Regions from separate parts of the Mus musculus genome. Here region 2 is linked to region 1. Evidence: chromatin contacts called from public promoter capture Hi-C data. All regions are on one chromosome and are shown on one strand. The core of a region is the stretch at or near the end of the contact, and the rest is flanking DNA. Distances in the headings are between cores, read along the strand shown.

Region 1 (7,706 bases), core at 1,781-4,280:
GGGCTTGCTACAGCTATACCCAACTCCTGGCCTCCCTGCCACCCACCCCCCCTGGAAAGGGTTCTGCTACCTCATCTGATGTTGAAAGAGTCAATGTCACGTGTAGGGTAAACTCCTGTCCACCTGGAGCTGAGAGCTTGGGCCACATCTGGCAGAGACTCCCAGGAGCTTCAAAGTGACAGACCTCTGTCCCACCCACGGACCCTCGCTACACAGTACACCATGCCTCGATCCGCATTCAACAGACACATTGTCCCTGTGTGGCTCCGATCATGGGATGCCTATAGCAGCATGACTGCCCCACTTCAGGGCCTTGTTCTAAGCTATTCACAGTGACCCGGCTGCAGACCCAGCCACCATGTGCTTCTCCTGAAGCCTACAGTGACATCACTCCGTGCTGTGCGCCTGAGGCATGTCCTTGCTCAGCTCTGAAAGTCTTATGTGCTTGAGCGTGTCTCCCCATCTGCCATTTTTTAGGCAGTAGTGGCTGCTGGTTAGGACAAACAGACTTTGGAGTCCATCAGATCTAGGTTCACGTTAGTCCCCCGCATGTTGACTGTGTGCCCCTGGGTAAGTCACCTATCCCTTGGAGAGTTTGTTTCTATCAGTTAAAGGGATGGCTTGGGGCTGGAGAGCTGGCTCAGAGGTTAAGAGCACTGACTACTATTCTAGAGGCTTTCAGTTCAATTCTCAGCAACCATATAGAGGCTCACAACCATCTCTAATGGGATCCAATGCCCACTTCTGGTACATCTGATAGCTGCAGTATATATATAAAATCCTTAAAAAAAAGTCTTTAAAGGGATGGCTTGGCTCTTAGGGAGTGACCACAACAATGTGAGAACAAAAGTCACCTAACTGAGCGAGCAGTTACGGCCTATAGCAGTGGTTACTGACCAACCACTTTGCACACACCATGGCACTGGAGCGGATGCAGCCAGGCCAGCCAGCCACACACCCACCTGGCAGGACAAGCCAACATAGCCTGGGGGGCAGCGACACTCTTCCACCTCGAGGGCTCGGGGTCCACTGGAGGGCCCTGGCTGGGCCACTTCTAGGCTCACGGCACTGATACTGGCTGCCCGTGGCACAGAGGAGAATGTGGCCCGCACCAGAAGTTCATCCAGATCTGCCAGGGCCATGAGCAAATGCTCTCGGGTCGCAGGCTGTCCATCTGGCCGCCGCCAGAACTCCTGTGTAGGGGGACAGCAAGTGTCAGTGGAAGCTCTGGGCCACATCTCCTGAACTTGTAGACCTGTGTGCCTGGGGAGTCAAAGGCAAGTGCTACCCACCTCTCGGAAGATGATCTCATAGCTCCTCCTCTCTGGGCCCTGTAGTGCTGGCTGGGAAGCCACCAACATGATGTTATTGCCCTGCAGAGACACCAGCAAGGTTAGGAAGGGTACTTAGGGCAGGGGTACCCACCAACCCCAGGCTCTCCCAACCACTTGGACTCTCGTCCGTCCACACCCCCAAGCTCATGCGTCTGCCCACTGTGCCCATGGACAGCAGCCAGGCTAAGAACTTGGGAGTAGCCAGCCATGCAGTGGCAAGGAGACCACATTGGCTAGCTGGGTATTGGGACCGTGGCTTCCACTTACTCTTCTGCCTGACCACGGTGGATTCTAATGAGCTCACCGTAATCTGGATATCAGGGTCCAAGAGTGGGCTGCCCTGTGGCCCGGCTGTGTAGGAGAGGGTGTACCGCAGCTTCCCGCCATAGGCTGCCACCTGTGGAGGGACAAGATCTCACAGGTAAGGGGCAGAGCCTCTTGCTCCTGTGTGTCACACCCTAACCTCAGAAGGCCAGAGCTCGCACCACAGAGAGGCTGAAAGGCCCTCTCAGTTCCTCTCCAGCCTTCCTCATGAGAGGACATCTTTCCCTCCCGTTCTCCATTGCCTGACAGTCAGTCAGCAAACTCTGAGTCCCTTTTTATGTGTAGGCATTTCCCATAAAATGACAAGAGTAATAGCAGTGAGACGCTGCCAAGATCAGAAATTTTAGCTCAGGGCTTGGGGTCTGCATGGGTTCGGAGGCCTCGTCTCCTAGGTTTCTGGCTTTGGATCTGTCTAGAATTTACTTCCTTCTTTCTGTGAACTACATCCTTGTTCTCTCTCTCTCTCTCTTTCTCTTAAATTATTTACTTTATTTTAGGTGTGTATGTGTAGTACAATAATCCATGAGTGTATGGAAGCCTGTGGAGGTCAAAAGAAGCCTTAGATCCCTGGCACTGGAGTTACAGGGGGTTGAGTTGCCATGTGGTTGCTGGGAATTGAACCTGGGTCCTCTGAAAGAGCAGTCAATGCTCTTAACCTCTGAGCCACCTCTCCAGTCCCCTCCTTGTTCTCTTTATATAACAACCTTCTGGTACGCACGGGTCCCTCCCATCTGCTGTGGAGAGCAAGCCAGCCAAGCCTGCCCAATTAACACGGTTCTAGATCAGGAAGGGAGATGGGTGGGGTCCGTCCCAGTGTGACCAGACGCAAGGTGGCCATGTATTCCTCTTCCCAGCTGGGGAAAGGACAGTGCACCTGGCACACCTCTTTCATTCGGGACAGGGAAACTCCTATCTCCCATGGGACCAGAAGCAACACAATGAGAAAAAACCCCCTATGAGTGTCTGTATCCAGCTGTCATCCTTGGACCCTGTGGTTTCATGAGCCATTCTATTGTTTGATTGTTATTGTTTATTTGTTTGTTCTTTATTGTGGACAAACCACCTGGACTTGTGTCTCTGTAGGCATGGTTAGAAGGTTTAGTTTTGTAAAGGGCTCATTCACCCTGGCAGCTGAGGTCCCAGCTCTGACCCCTGGACTTTCTTCCCTCTCCTTCATCACCAGGGCAGACAGCTGGCTGAAAACTACCCAGCACAGAGTGTCTGTCTGGTTCAAGTGCGTTCATTCAGTGGGTGAATATTGATCAAACACCAGTTGGCTACACGCCAGGCCCTGGGTGACATAGGCCCCAGGGCTATTCTCTTAACAACCCAGGGTGTGGTAAGAAACTTATTAGAACAACCAGATTACAACGGAAACAACTGGATTCCTGTTTGTTTTGGATGCCAGTGAGTTCACAGTGTCATCTGGGAGCAGCTTTCTAGGAAGTGGAAGGCGTGTGCCACACAAGGATGTTAGTCAAGGTCTAGAGATGCCAGCTCTGCTGTCTGGACAACTGTGGACACGCTTACTTTGAGCCCTACTTCCCTCACCTGCAGATAGGAGAAAAAATACTTTAAAGGGCACCTCGAGGATTACATAGCTCAGGCCACATACAGGGACACACTCATCTTAGTGCAGAGAACACACTTGAAGGCCAATGGCTCTCCCCTTCTTATGGTACCCACCCAGATTCTGGTAGACTCTTACCTCACTTCCTCTGGACCTGCTTGGCCTAGACTGGCTGCTGATTGCAGTCTTACACGTGTTAATCAAATCCTGCCTCCCTCCTCCAACTGCTGGCGACCAGACCTGGGCCTTAAGCATTCTACCACTTACCACTAAGTCAATGCCCTGATCCCAAGGTATACACAATATGAAGAGGCTCTCTCTGTCACATGGGGACAAGGAGGCAAGGTAGGAGCCATATCAACTTGAATGTTAATGTCAGGGTAACAGTAACAACACCCAGGATGGTGGCGGTGGCTCTGTTGGTAAAGTGTTTATGTGCAAGTGTGGGGACCTGGGTTTGCTTCTCAGAGAACTGCCCCCCCCAAAAAGTCCTGGGCATTCTAATACTGGTGAGACAAAAAGAGTGACCCCAGGGACACCGTGAGTGGCCAGCCTACTCCGGTAAGCTCCAGTCCAGTGAGAGACTGTGTCTCAAAAAAACAAAGAATAACAGCGGGAGTTGTCCTCCAGCTTCCAGAGGCTCATGTGCATATGCAAGTGTACACACACACACACACACACACACACACACACACACACACACACACACGAGAGAAAGACAGCGACATTCAGAGTGCAGGACTGGTAAAAACAGTGAAGAGTTCTGGAAGGCCAGCCCAGTAATTGCCTCTGTACTGATAATACAGCACCCAGCAAGTGCCTAATAAATGCACCCCCTGACACCCCCCCCACACACACACACATGGCCCTTCCACTTCCAGGTTACCTTGTTCCCTAGGAAGGCTCGGGGCAGCTGCCAGTAATAGAGGCTTCCAGGCAGCAGAGAGAAGCCCTCGTAGGAAAGTGAGAACTAGATCAGAAGAATAGAAGGGAAGAATGGGGTACAGGCGCCCCAGCAGGGACCCAGAACCCACCCAACCCCACAGCACACGCCCACCATGCTCTCTGGGTGACCTGCTTCCTGCTATGGGCCCAGGTCCTCTAGATGTTCTTTCTAAGCATGGTCTTGTTTTGCCTTGAATACGGTGTGTCCTTCCGGAGGACCCCAGGATCAGTGGGGCACATGGTAAACACCTAAAACTCCAGTGGCTCTTCTTATGTATGTATGTATGTATGTATGTATGTATGTATGTATGTATGTATTTACATATATGTAAAAATGTAGCTGGAGCTGAATGTGAAGGTGCACACCTTTAAATCCCAGCATTTGGGAGGCAATATGCAGGTGGGTCTCTGTGAGTTTGAGGCCAGCCTGGTCTATCCTGGTAAGTTCCAGGACAGCCTTGGCTACATAATAAGATCCTATCTTGAAAGAAAGAAAGAAAGAAAGAAAGAAAGAAAGAAAGAAAGAAAGAAAGAAAGAAAGAAAGAAAGAAAGAAAGAAAGAAAGAAAGAAGGAAAGAAAAAAGTAGCCAGAAAACACAACAATGTAGCCACAGGATTGTGGATGTAACTCATAGCTTTTACTCAACTTGCATGAAGCCCTGGCTTCCATCCAAAAGATGGGATAGAGGGCATAGTAGCACACATTTATTATCCCATGACTTTGGAGATAAGGCAGGTTGATCAGGAGTTCAAGGTCACCCTTGGCTATAAAGTAGTCAGCCTGGGCTACAGCGAACTGTCTCAAAAAAAAAAAAGTGGTTGGGTATGATAGTGTGTATCTTTAATCTCCATATTTTGGAGGCAAAGACAGGAGGATGAACACAAGTTCAAGGCCAACCTGGTCTCTGTAGAGAGATCCTGTCTAAAGAAGAAAGAATAAAAGAAAAAGAAAGAAAGCCAAGTGTCAGGCAGACATGGTTAGTATCCCAGCACTTGAGAGGCTAAGACAGGATTCTGAACTTGAGGTCAGCCTGGGCTGAAGTGAGACTGTCTCAAACCATAAGGATAACTATAATTGACTCCCTATCTGGTGTGATTAAAGTGGCGCCTGAAGTCAATGATAGTCCAGGGAGTCTCATGGAATAGCAAACTGCTTTGGAAATGGCTAGAGTCTAGGAAGCATGGTGGGCGGGCCCCTCAGTGAGTGACGGGGTACATACCTGAGAGTCTGCTGGGGAAGACAGAGAAGTGGAGGAGGAGGAGGAAGAGGAGGAGGGAGAGGAAGAGGAGGAGGGGGGACCTGCTCGTAGAGCGGCAGCTAGCTGGGGGCTGGGGTGCAGCCCACGAGGAGGGGGTTGGGGATGGGCAGCAAAGCTGGCAAGAAGCTGCCAGATCTCAGCATCCATCCGCCTCTGAGCCTCATTCACCTGGGGACGAGGAGAGGAAGAAGTAGAGGACAGGAAGACATGGACAGAAAGACACCCATGAGGCTTGAGGCTCTGCCTTGCCCCAGGCTGAGCCCTCCCCATCCCATTCCCCAGTTCTGGGCCACCCATATGCCTGTGTGGATGTCCCCTATCCTCTCCTTGTGCCCTCTGCCTTCTCACTCCTAGAAGGCAGGCAGAGCATTTTGGGATGAGTATGGGCTGGGTCTGCTGGGGAGGAACCATGCCCAGGGTGCCCAGCAAGGGGAGGATAGAAAGTTCTGTGGCAGCCATGGGTGGGGTGGGGGAGTGGGGTGGACAGCTGCCCACAGCCCTACATAAGCCATTCTGGCGTGTCTGTAGAACACTGGAGTATGCTGGCCTAGACAGGCTTGGGGGAAGGTGAACCAGGAAAGCCTGGGTTTTGGTTCAAGGTCTGGCCCCTAGGTCCCCAGACAGAGCCTGCGCTTGCCTTAGGTTACCTGTGATGCCCGTTGTGCCCGGCCCCTGCCCTCTGGGTCCCCAAGGATCCTCCCCGTTGTCACAGCTGCCCGCCACTGTTCCTCTGAGAGGGATGTGCGGTTCTGATGGGGTGGAAGTCACAAGCCGTCTCAGCCCTCACAGGGCTCAGAGTTATAGACAGCGTCTTCTCCATACATGGTACCAGCAAGGAAGGCCACAGTGACTAATGAGGGAGGCATACCCCATCTTGGGGCTGATACATAGGGTTACTCCAGGCTACTGGAAGGGCACATGCATAGGTTAATGGTGATTGCTGGCAAATATACAGAAAACTGGGGAGCCAGCCACAGTCACATAGATTAACATCAAGCTAGTTTTCCTGTCCGCAGACCTCCAACTGTTGGCACCAGAAACACACCACGTGGCTGGTGGGCCATAGCACAGCACACACCCCTCCTGCTCTCCTTGGTAGTACAGGCTCAAGCAGGGCACCCATGGGTGCAGGGCATCTCCCATGCAGGCTGAGGGTAACCATGACACATCCTGTATCGCATCCCCATTTCACACCACTCAACAAATGGCATACCTGGTGAGCCCGGCGTAGCCGTGCAAACTGAGCCTCCCTCTGTGTGTGGGACAGCGGGAAGCACCAGGGGAGGAGACAGAGAGAGGTCTGAGAGAGGCCAGAAGAGAAGGAGCCAAGGAGAAGAACGCACCAGAAGGCAGCCAGGTTGGACAGAGGGGTGGCACCTGTTTCTCACCAAGGAGCAGGGACTGGAAGGTCTCAAAGCCCCCCTGTAGTGACTGGATTGGGGTGCAGCTGAATGGGCACGGGCCTCTGCTGGTGGGGGACTCACATACTAAGTCCCATGTGCCATGCTTCTATGGCCATGACTCCTTGAGAACCATATGTGGCTGCTTAGGGGTGTGTGTGTGTGTGACTTTTATTTATTATTTTACTTTTATTTATTTTGATTCAGGGGCATTCATTGATACATTGCCTGCATGTATGTCTGTGTGAGGGTGTCAGATTCCCTGGAACTGAAGTTACAGACAGTTGCGCGCCTCCATGGTGGGTGCTTGGAATTGAACCTGAGTCCTCTGCGAGAGCTCCTAGTACTCCCAACACCTGAACCATCTCTCCAGCGCCCTGGCATTCACCTCTTAGACCCTGCCATCCACAAGACCATCCTTGATGATGCTGTCTTCCGATCAGACCTCATTTCAGTTGCAAAGAAGGCCCTCTCTGCTTAGCGCAGCCTTTTAAAAAGGCAGGTCTGACCTGGATACACATCCTGCCCATTATTGCCCACTAGTCTTGGGATTCGCATAAAGTCCTTGATCTCTCTGGCTTTACTTTCCTCTGCTAAGAAATGGCAGTAATGCTGGCTGGCTCACGCAATCATGGCTTAAGAGACCTTAAGTGGGGGTGTGGTCAGAGTTCAATAGAAATGACCTGAGAATTTCCATGCCAGCACCCAGCACCAAAGAGCACAGGGGGGTCCAAACTGGAACCGGCTCATTATGTTGTGGTGGAACATGTGACCTGGCCTAAAATCTCAGTCGTTACCAGCTGAGGGCTCAGTATGTATCAGGCACAATTGTCCCAGCCACCCTGTGCTGGGGAGGTCAGGTGTCCAGCTAGTG
Region 2 (7,706 bases), core at 3,335-5,834, 120 kb before region 1:
AGGTTATTTCTGCTGCCTTCTGATTTATTCTTCAAAAACAGTGATCCATAATAAGAGCAGCACAGGCCTCTAGAAACGTCTTGTCCACGGGGGCTCTTTTTCTAATTGGAGGGTTTTGAATGCTGGAGGTTTACCACTGACAGGCAGAAAGCCGGTGATGGAAACAAGCCTCAGATGCAAAGGGCAGGACAACAGAGGACAGATATTATGCCAACACGTTTATTTTCAGAGCCGTGGGTTCAACCAAGGGAAATGCTGTTCTCAGGACAATCTGGAACACATAACACCCTGAAAGGAAGCCTGTACTTTTGCCTCAATTACAATGATAAATATCAGCAACAAGAAAAATGCGTAGCCAGTGAATGGCACCACATGAAGGCAGCTGACGGGGAGCGTGGTCAGCTTCTGGAGATTCAACAGCGACTCAAACCACAGGGGCCAGATTGGCTTTCATGGACATCTTGAATTTATCAGCTCTTTCTGCCAAGGCTTAGAGACATGCCATTGGAACACACACATGCATACAACTTTTCCTGATAGCATCACAAAGCATTTGAGTAATTGCCTGTTTCACAATCACCCTATTGATTTTTAAGTGTTGGGGGTGGGCACCAGTCAACAATTTAGAAAAGGCTACTGTAGAAAAGAGATGAAGAAGACTTAAAAGCCTAGCAAATGGGCCAGTGAGACGGCTCAGTAGGTGAAGGTGATTTCTGTCAAGCCTGATCCTGGAGACACATGGCAGAAGAAAACCAAGTCTCCTAGGTTGTTCTTTGATGGCTACAACTGTGCCCATGCCACCATACACATGTCTACAATTTTAAAAAAAATCTATATCTATATCTATATATATATAAAATATAAATGCACAAAATAATAAGTAAACAAGTGTAAACTTATTCTAGCAAAGAGACAAGATGTCAGCAAGAGATAAGATAAAATAAAGGGAATGAAAGGCAGATGCAAGAACACAGTTCTTTCTAAGTTGACTTCAGTCAGCCTTGTGGTCACCACAGTGAGTTCCAGGACAGTCAGGAGCACACAGCAGGGCTGCCTCAAAAAAACAAAGAGTAGGAGCTGGAGAGACAGCTGAGGGGTTAGGAGCCTGTTCTTGCAGAGGCCCACAAATGCCTCTAAATCCAACTCCAAGGGAACCCACGTCTCTCCATTTTCTTAGGCATAGTAGACATATATGCTAATAATTAAGAGAAAAGGTTTTATTGGACCTGGTGTACTGGTTAGTTTTATGTTAACTTTATACCATAAGACCAAACAGAAGGGCATTTTCTTAGTGATGGGGGAAGGCCCAGCCCATAATGGGCGGGGCCATCATCACTGGGCTGATGGTCCTGGGTTCTAAAGAAAGCAGGCCCTTTCACAGCCTCTGCACGGAGCTCTTGCACCGGGGGCTGGGCCTGCTGCAGTTCCTGCCACCAGTGACGGATGACATACATTGCATGGGCCAAATAAACCGGGTCCTCCCCAAGTCATCTGGTGATGACACTACATCAAGAGTAACCCAAACTAGGACGGATGGTGCCTGGTCCAGCAGGTGGAGGTGCTGTCATCACGCCTGAGGGTCTGCACTACTCCCCTAGTATTCACAGGCCTGAAGGAGAGAACAAATTTTCCCAAGTTGGCCTCTAACCTCTACTGCACACACCCACATGCACACAAAAGCAACAAGCAAATGTGAACAGCAGAAGCCAAGCCTTATAGAAGCTTGAGGACCCAAGTTTGATTCCCAGGATTCACATTAAAGGTCTGGGTGTGTGGGGCTGCAGAGATGATGACTCAGCAGTTAAGAACACTTGCTGCTCTTGCAGAAGACCACAGCTCAATTCCCAGCACCCACATAGTGGCTCACAACTGCCTGTAACTCCAGTTCCAGGGGATTCCATATCCTCTTAACTTCCTTGGGTTCCTGAATATATATATATATATATATAACTTACATACACACATATTTAAATTTTAACCCAAATAAATTTAAAAATTAAGAATCTGAATACCAGAGCTGGCCAGTGGTGGTGCACACCTTTAATCCCAGCACTTGGGAGGCAGAGGCAGGCAGATTTCTGAGTTCGAGGCCAGCCTGGTCTACAGAGTGAGTTTCCAGGACAGCCAAGGCTACACAGAGAAACCCTGTCTCGAAAAAACAAAACAAAGCAAAACAAAAAAGAATCTGAATACAGAGGCTGGAGAAACAGCTCAGCAGTTGTAGTATGTTCTGCCCTTATAGAGAGCTTGAGTTTGGTACCCAGCATGTATGTTGGTCAGCTTACAGCTTCATCTTCTGGACTCTACAGGCATCTACACTGATGGATACACATACCCCTGCCCCCAACATTTAAAATATAAAACCTCGGTGTGGTAGTGTGTACTTGTAATCCTCATTTGGAGGAAGCAGCAGAGGCAGGTGGATGCTGGGACTTTTCTGGCCTAGCCTTACTTGGCAAGCTTCAAGATAAGAGGAGACTCCGTTTCAAAAAACAAGGAAGGCCAGTGGAATGGCTCCGCAGGCAAAGACACGTGCCTGTTACATGGTGTAGTGCCAGACACCTTTGATCCAGCTCTCAGGAGGCAGAGGCAGAGGCAGGCAAGAGATCTCTGAGAGCTGAAGGCTAACCTCATCTGCACAGTAAGTGCCAGGCCAAACAAAGCAATCTCTGCCTCGAAAACAAAACAAAACAAGCACAAATCAAATCCCAACCAAAACCAAAAGGCCTAACTGGGACCCGTGTAACAGTGTCTTCCAGTCTCCAAACTTTAGGGGCTAGAAGGAAGGCTCAGTGCTTCAGAGTACTTGCTGTGCTTGCAGGGGACCCAGGCTCAGTTCCTAGCGCCCACACCCTTACTCACTGTCATTACTCACTACATACTGCAGCTCCAAGTAACCGGAGACACAACTTTCTCCTCTCCGCGGGCACCAGGCACCCACGTGGCCCACATGCAAGCAAGACACTCATACACATGATAAATAAACCTAAAAACAAGTTTTATAATAAAATTTTCTGGACTCCACATGCATACGTAGGAACACAGTAGCCATGGATTGCTCTGGGAGATTAACCAGCTCTCTTGGTGCCTTCCATACCAGCTACAGGGAAAACTATTAAAAAAAAAAAGTAATTTTTTGTTCTAGGTAAGGGATTGTGGCTGCAGTGATGAAGGTGGTTTGCAATAGTCATCTGGGGAAGAAAGTCCACAATGAGTATGACACTACAATGGTGGGGATCTAAAGAAACTACGAGCAACCCTCACAACAAGGTCATTCTTAAAATGTGGTATTTGTTTCAGGAAAACTATCTAATTCATGCTGGAATGGATCTGAAACTACCAACAGAGAGGAGCTCCTTGCCCTTGGATGTTCTTCTTAAACAATTCATATGAATAACCTGGCTCAGTGGTGCACGCCTTTAATCCCAGCATTCAGGAGGCAAAGTGGACTAGAGTTTCCCCACAGCCAAGGCTATACATAGAGAAACCCTACAATAAAAACAAACAAACAAAAAACCAAACCAAATATATAAAAACTTTAAGGGAGTGTGCTAATTTTAACTTGGGGGTCTTATAAGCATATTAAAAAAACAACAACAAACAACACACAAAAATCCTCTCCTCTTGGCTAACTACCACAAGTAGGCAACTAGTTAAAAGCTCAGCTCCAGGAAACAGGTTAAGTCCATAAAGCAAGGATAGAAAGGGATCAATCCACACAGGCCACACAAGTGAGCAAGCATTCCCTCACCTGAATCTTCAATTCTTTTAACGTCTGGTTGGCAGACACCAACAGTGCCTTCTCTCCCCGAACCTTCCTGTGCCTCGTGCTCCTCCGGATGACCTGCTTCTGGTAGGCCACATAGCCCTGTTGGGATGTCTTCTGTCGCTTGGTACTTCCATTGCTCTGCAAGATGCCAAAGAGAAAGCTCTGGGATTACCCTGCGCGGGAGCTTCTTTGAGTAAACAGAAGCTGGATACACCACTCCTGAAACCCTGTGAATCAAGCACAGTGCATCCAAGAGTCTACAGAGGTAAGCTGGTTTATATATGATGGGTGTGTGTGTCAGTCAACCTTAACTGCATGTAAGAAACCTAAGTGTTTGGTATACGAAACTTTCAGAAGGAAGGAAGTTTCACCTTCAGCAGCAGTGGCGATGACCTCTCAGCTGCGGCTGCCCTTTCCTAATCCTAGCACTGGAGTGCTGAGGCAGGGGTTCTGAACTCAAGGCCAGGCGAGGGTTACACAGCAAGGCCCAGGACGAGTGAGACGTCTCTCATGCCCAGCCAGACAGTGAGTTTGTTCCACAGGACGCACACAGTGAGAACCAACTCCTTCAAATTGTTTTCTGACCTCTACTGCACACAACACACACACACACACACAAACACAAAATGCATTAAAGAGTTAGTTAAAAACAACAAACATAAGCCAATAGATTGAAATTTCAAGATTATAGAACTTCCTAAATAAATTCTAATTTTCTTGTGTTATACATTTTCTTCTTGGGAGTGGGGAAGAGTTCATGTGCCATAGGCTGGCCTCCAAACCCCTGTGACTCACAGGATGACTTTGCAATTCTAATCTCCAGCTCCACCTCCACAGTGCACAATTAAAGCAGTGCATGATCTGTTCAGGTTTATGGTGCTGGGGATGGAGCCCAGGGCTTCTGTACGCTGGGCAAGCACTCTATCCAATGAGCCCCTTCTCCTTTTGAGAATAATATGAAAGCTAAATACCAACTGCAAAATGAGACGTTAGACTGTACTCAAGACATCAAAGATACTTTTACTAAAAACAAGATACTGTGTTTCTTGATGTACTGGTGGTAGAGAGAGGGAAAACAGCTTTAGCTGTAAAGTATTCTTGTAAAAACTGTTTAAAAAAACCATAAATGAATGCTCAGGCCCAGCTTACAATTTAGAGAAAAGTTAATACACGGTACAGGCAATGCCGGTAAAAAACAAGGTGAGGTGCTCTCCAAGACCCTGGTCTAGATGGAAGCCACCAGTCACGCAGACCATGCCAGTGGCATCAGTTTGGGTTTGAGAGGAAGTTGGTGGACACAAAGTCATGCCTGCTAGCTTCTCTTAAACACACTGTAAGCACTGCAGGACTGTGTTTATCCTTCGATACACAGGATCAAGCATTCAGAACTTCACCATCACTGAACTGACCTAAGCATTCAGCAAAAAAGCAGGAACTATATATGGGCACAAGATACAGGCTGTACTAGTCTTTAGAAAAGAGAATAGCAGGGGCCAAATGTTCCAGAACATCTTTTGGTGTGTTTTGAAAGCATCTCACTCATTATGTAGGTCTGCTACATAATGTGGGCCTGCTCTGTACTGCAGGCAGATCAGCCTTCCATGCTGGCAGTAGTGTTTGTGGCTCTTTACTTACAAAGCCCTCCCTGGGGGGTTAACAAGCCAAGATTCTCTTGTTAACCAAGCCAGGGAATTAAAGTGGGATTTTTATTCCCACTTTCCCATTCATATTACTAATGTGTTTTGTAATTCATAAAGCAGCTACCAGGGCAGAGACTTTTCTCAGGTCTCTGGCCACTGGCAAGGCTCTGCCCAATCTAGCCACAACTTCCATTTCTAAGAAAAAGTCAACTTAGCAGTCACAAAAACAACATCCAACTGAAAAAGAGGACATTATCTACAGACAGAAGGTATCCACTGTACAATCCTAACCTCACCCCATGCCCCAGCCAAAAGGTCTCAGGCATCAACTAAAATCTTTTCAAATTGATTTTAAGAGGATCTAAAAGCTTTTCCTGGAATTATTGTCCTTTAACCCATGTCAACCTGCTAAAACCAGTAGAGCAGTGGTTGTTTTTCCCCAGTCACTGGATTTAAAAGGCTTCCAGTTACCTAAGTGATACCTACTGAGTGTATCATTAACCTGAATTTTAGATAACACAGAAGGAACTTGGTTGATCTGGCTTAGAGAGGAGGGCAGGGAATTTGCTCAGCTCCATTAAGGAGCACTAATGCTTGCTTTATGGCGTGGGATTTACTTCAGTGAAACCAGTGACCCATGTTCTGAGAAAAAAGAGGGAGGGGGGTGCGGGAGGTGACATTCTGAAGACACTAGGTATCCCCAGGGACTAACTAGTTACTATGCTCTAAACAGAGGGTTAGAGCTGAGATCCCCGCCCTGCCTTGAACCAAAAGTATTTAAAACATTCTAGGATATTACAATATCCAAACATGGACAAGGGAATCGGAGGAAAATTATAACATGTACAAAATAATTATGGCGTAAAGAGCAATCCTCTAACATTCTGTATTGTATTTGTTCATGTGAACTCTGCTGCAATCCACAACTAAAGGCAGGAATCCCACATCCACCTGAGAACATTGCTGTGGTTGTGACCACAGTGAATAAAACCGGATGCTCAGAGAAAGAGTCAGACTTTAAAGTCTGAGTCACAGGAAAATGCAGCGTTTGCTCAACAAACAAGGCTTGGACTGAAAAACAAAGCTGGAAACAGAGAGACACACTTCTTCGAAATCCTAGAGGGCCCTCTTAGCAGCCAGGCAGGGGTGTCCACACCAGCAATCCCAGCATTCTAGATGCCAAACTAGATTATGGGATCGAGGCCAACCTGGGTTACGTGGCACAGCAAGCCTGTGTCTCAGAAAGGAAAAAGAGCTAACAGAGAAAACTTGACTCCACAATGTCAGGAGATTGACAACAGACACAAACAGATCTGAGTAGGGCAATAGAGCGCCTCAGTCAGAAAACCCTGCATGACCACAGAACGCTCTGAGGCCATGGGCCATCAAGCTTGACAAGGGATAAATACCAAATTTGCCTGTCCACTGTCCAAGAGATGGACATAAAACAGTGGTTTTGCTCATTCATGGGTTTTTGTTGTTGTTTTTTAAAGTTATTTTTATAGGATTCGAACAAAGCATAGATAACAATGACATCCTTCCATACCAGCAAGTACACACAACATTTATTTACCTTGGGCTGATTAAGACCTAAGACTTTATGTACGCAGTGTTCTGCCCGCATATGTCCCTATATGCCAGAGGAGGGCATCAGATCCCATTACAAATGGTTGTGAGCCAACACGTGGTTGCTGGGAATTGAACTCCAGACCACTGGAAGTACTCTCAACCACTGAGCTATCTCTCCAGCACCAAACTTAAGACTTTCTTCATCAACATTAAATAAAGCAGCAAATCACACCGTGACAGTGCACGCCTTTAATCCCAGTACTCTGGAATAAGAAAGAGGCAGATCAATCTCTGAGTTCAAGGCCAGCCTGGACTAGAGTGATTTCCAAGGTCAGATATACATAGAGAAACCCTCATGAAAAAACCTACCAACCAACCAGAAAAACAAAGAAAATGAAAAAAAATGAACAACAGCAGCAACAACAATAACAACAAAAAACCCAAACCAACCCAAACAAGCAAAAAACAAACAACCAAAACAAAACAAAACAAAACAAAACAAAAAACAGTGGTATACCAACAGCAGACCAGCATGTTCAAAGACTGTGCTCTGGATTGGATGAGGCAAAGGGCCACTGAGGCAGAAGCTACGCATAATTTGACTACCAGGTCTCAGGGTAAAGATGTCCCAGCTATTAAGAGTAAAACAGGCAGCCCAGAGAAGGTGCTGAGTTCCAAACTCAGGCCTCTTGGAGAGGCCATGCTCTCAACCACTGAACATCTTCCCC

What was found. Capture Hi-C pulls out chosen DNA fragments and counts their contacts.
Region 2: a contact with region 1 is called in a promoter capture Hi-C map of adipose tissue. The contact joins two enhancer-like sites. A contact is called at or near these places in 2 of 484 Hi-C or Micro-C datasets (embryonic stem cells and nephron progenitors), 1 of 115 datasets of contacts at active chromatin or transcription factors (embryonic stem cells) and 3 of 9 other capture datasets (adipose tissue, liver and pancreatic islet).

Annotation. Positions count from the first base shown.
Region 1 is chr4:137,522,830-137,530,535 of GRCm38.p6, reverse strand. Hspg2 (perlecan (heparan sulfate proteoglycan 2)) reads right to left here. Exons shown (of 97, transcript NM_008305.3): 34 at 1,639-1,731; 35 at 1,293-1,373; 36 at 963-1,193. Among named protein-coding and RNA genes, the nearest start is that of Mir7018, 12 kb to the left of the region's middle. Within about 2 kb of position 3,030, at least 14 of the 459 cell types and tissues checked have an H3K27ac peak or open chromatin away from gene starts, as enhancers often do. A contact at or near this core is called in adipose tissue, where this site is marked.
Region 2 is chr4:137,640,544-137,648,249 of GRCm38.p6, reverse strand. Usp48 (ubiquitin specific peptidase 48) reads right to left here. Exons shown (of 27, transcript NM_001355588.1): 23 at 3,752-3,907. Among named protein-coding and RNA genes, the nearest start is that of Usp48, 50 kb to the right of the region's middle. Within about 2 kb of position 4,584, at least 76 of the 459 cell types and tissues checked have an H3K27ac peak or open chromatin away from gene starts, as enhancers often do. A contact at or near this core is called in adipose tissue, where this site is marked.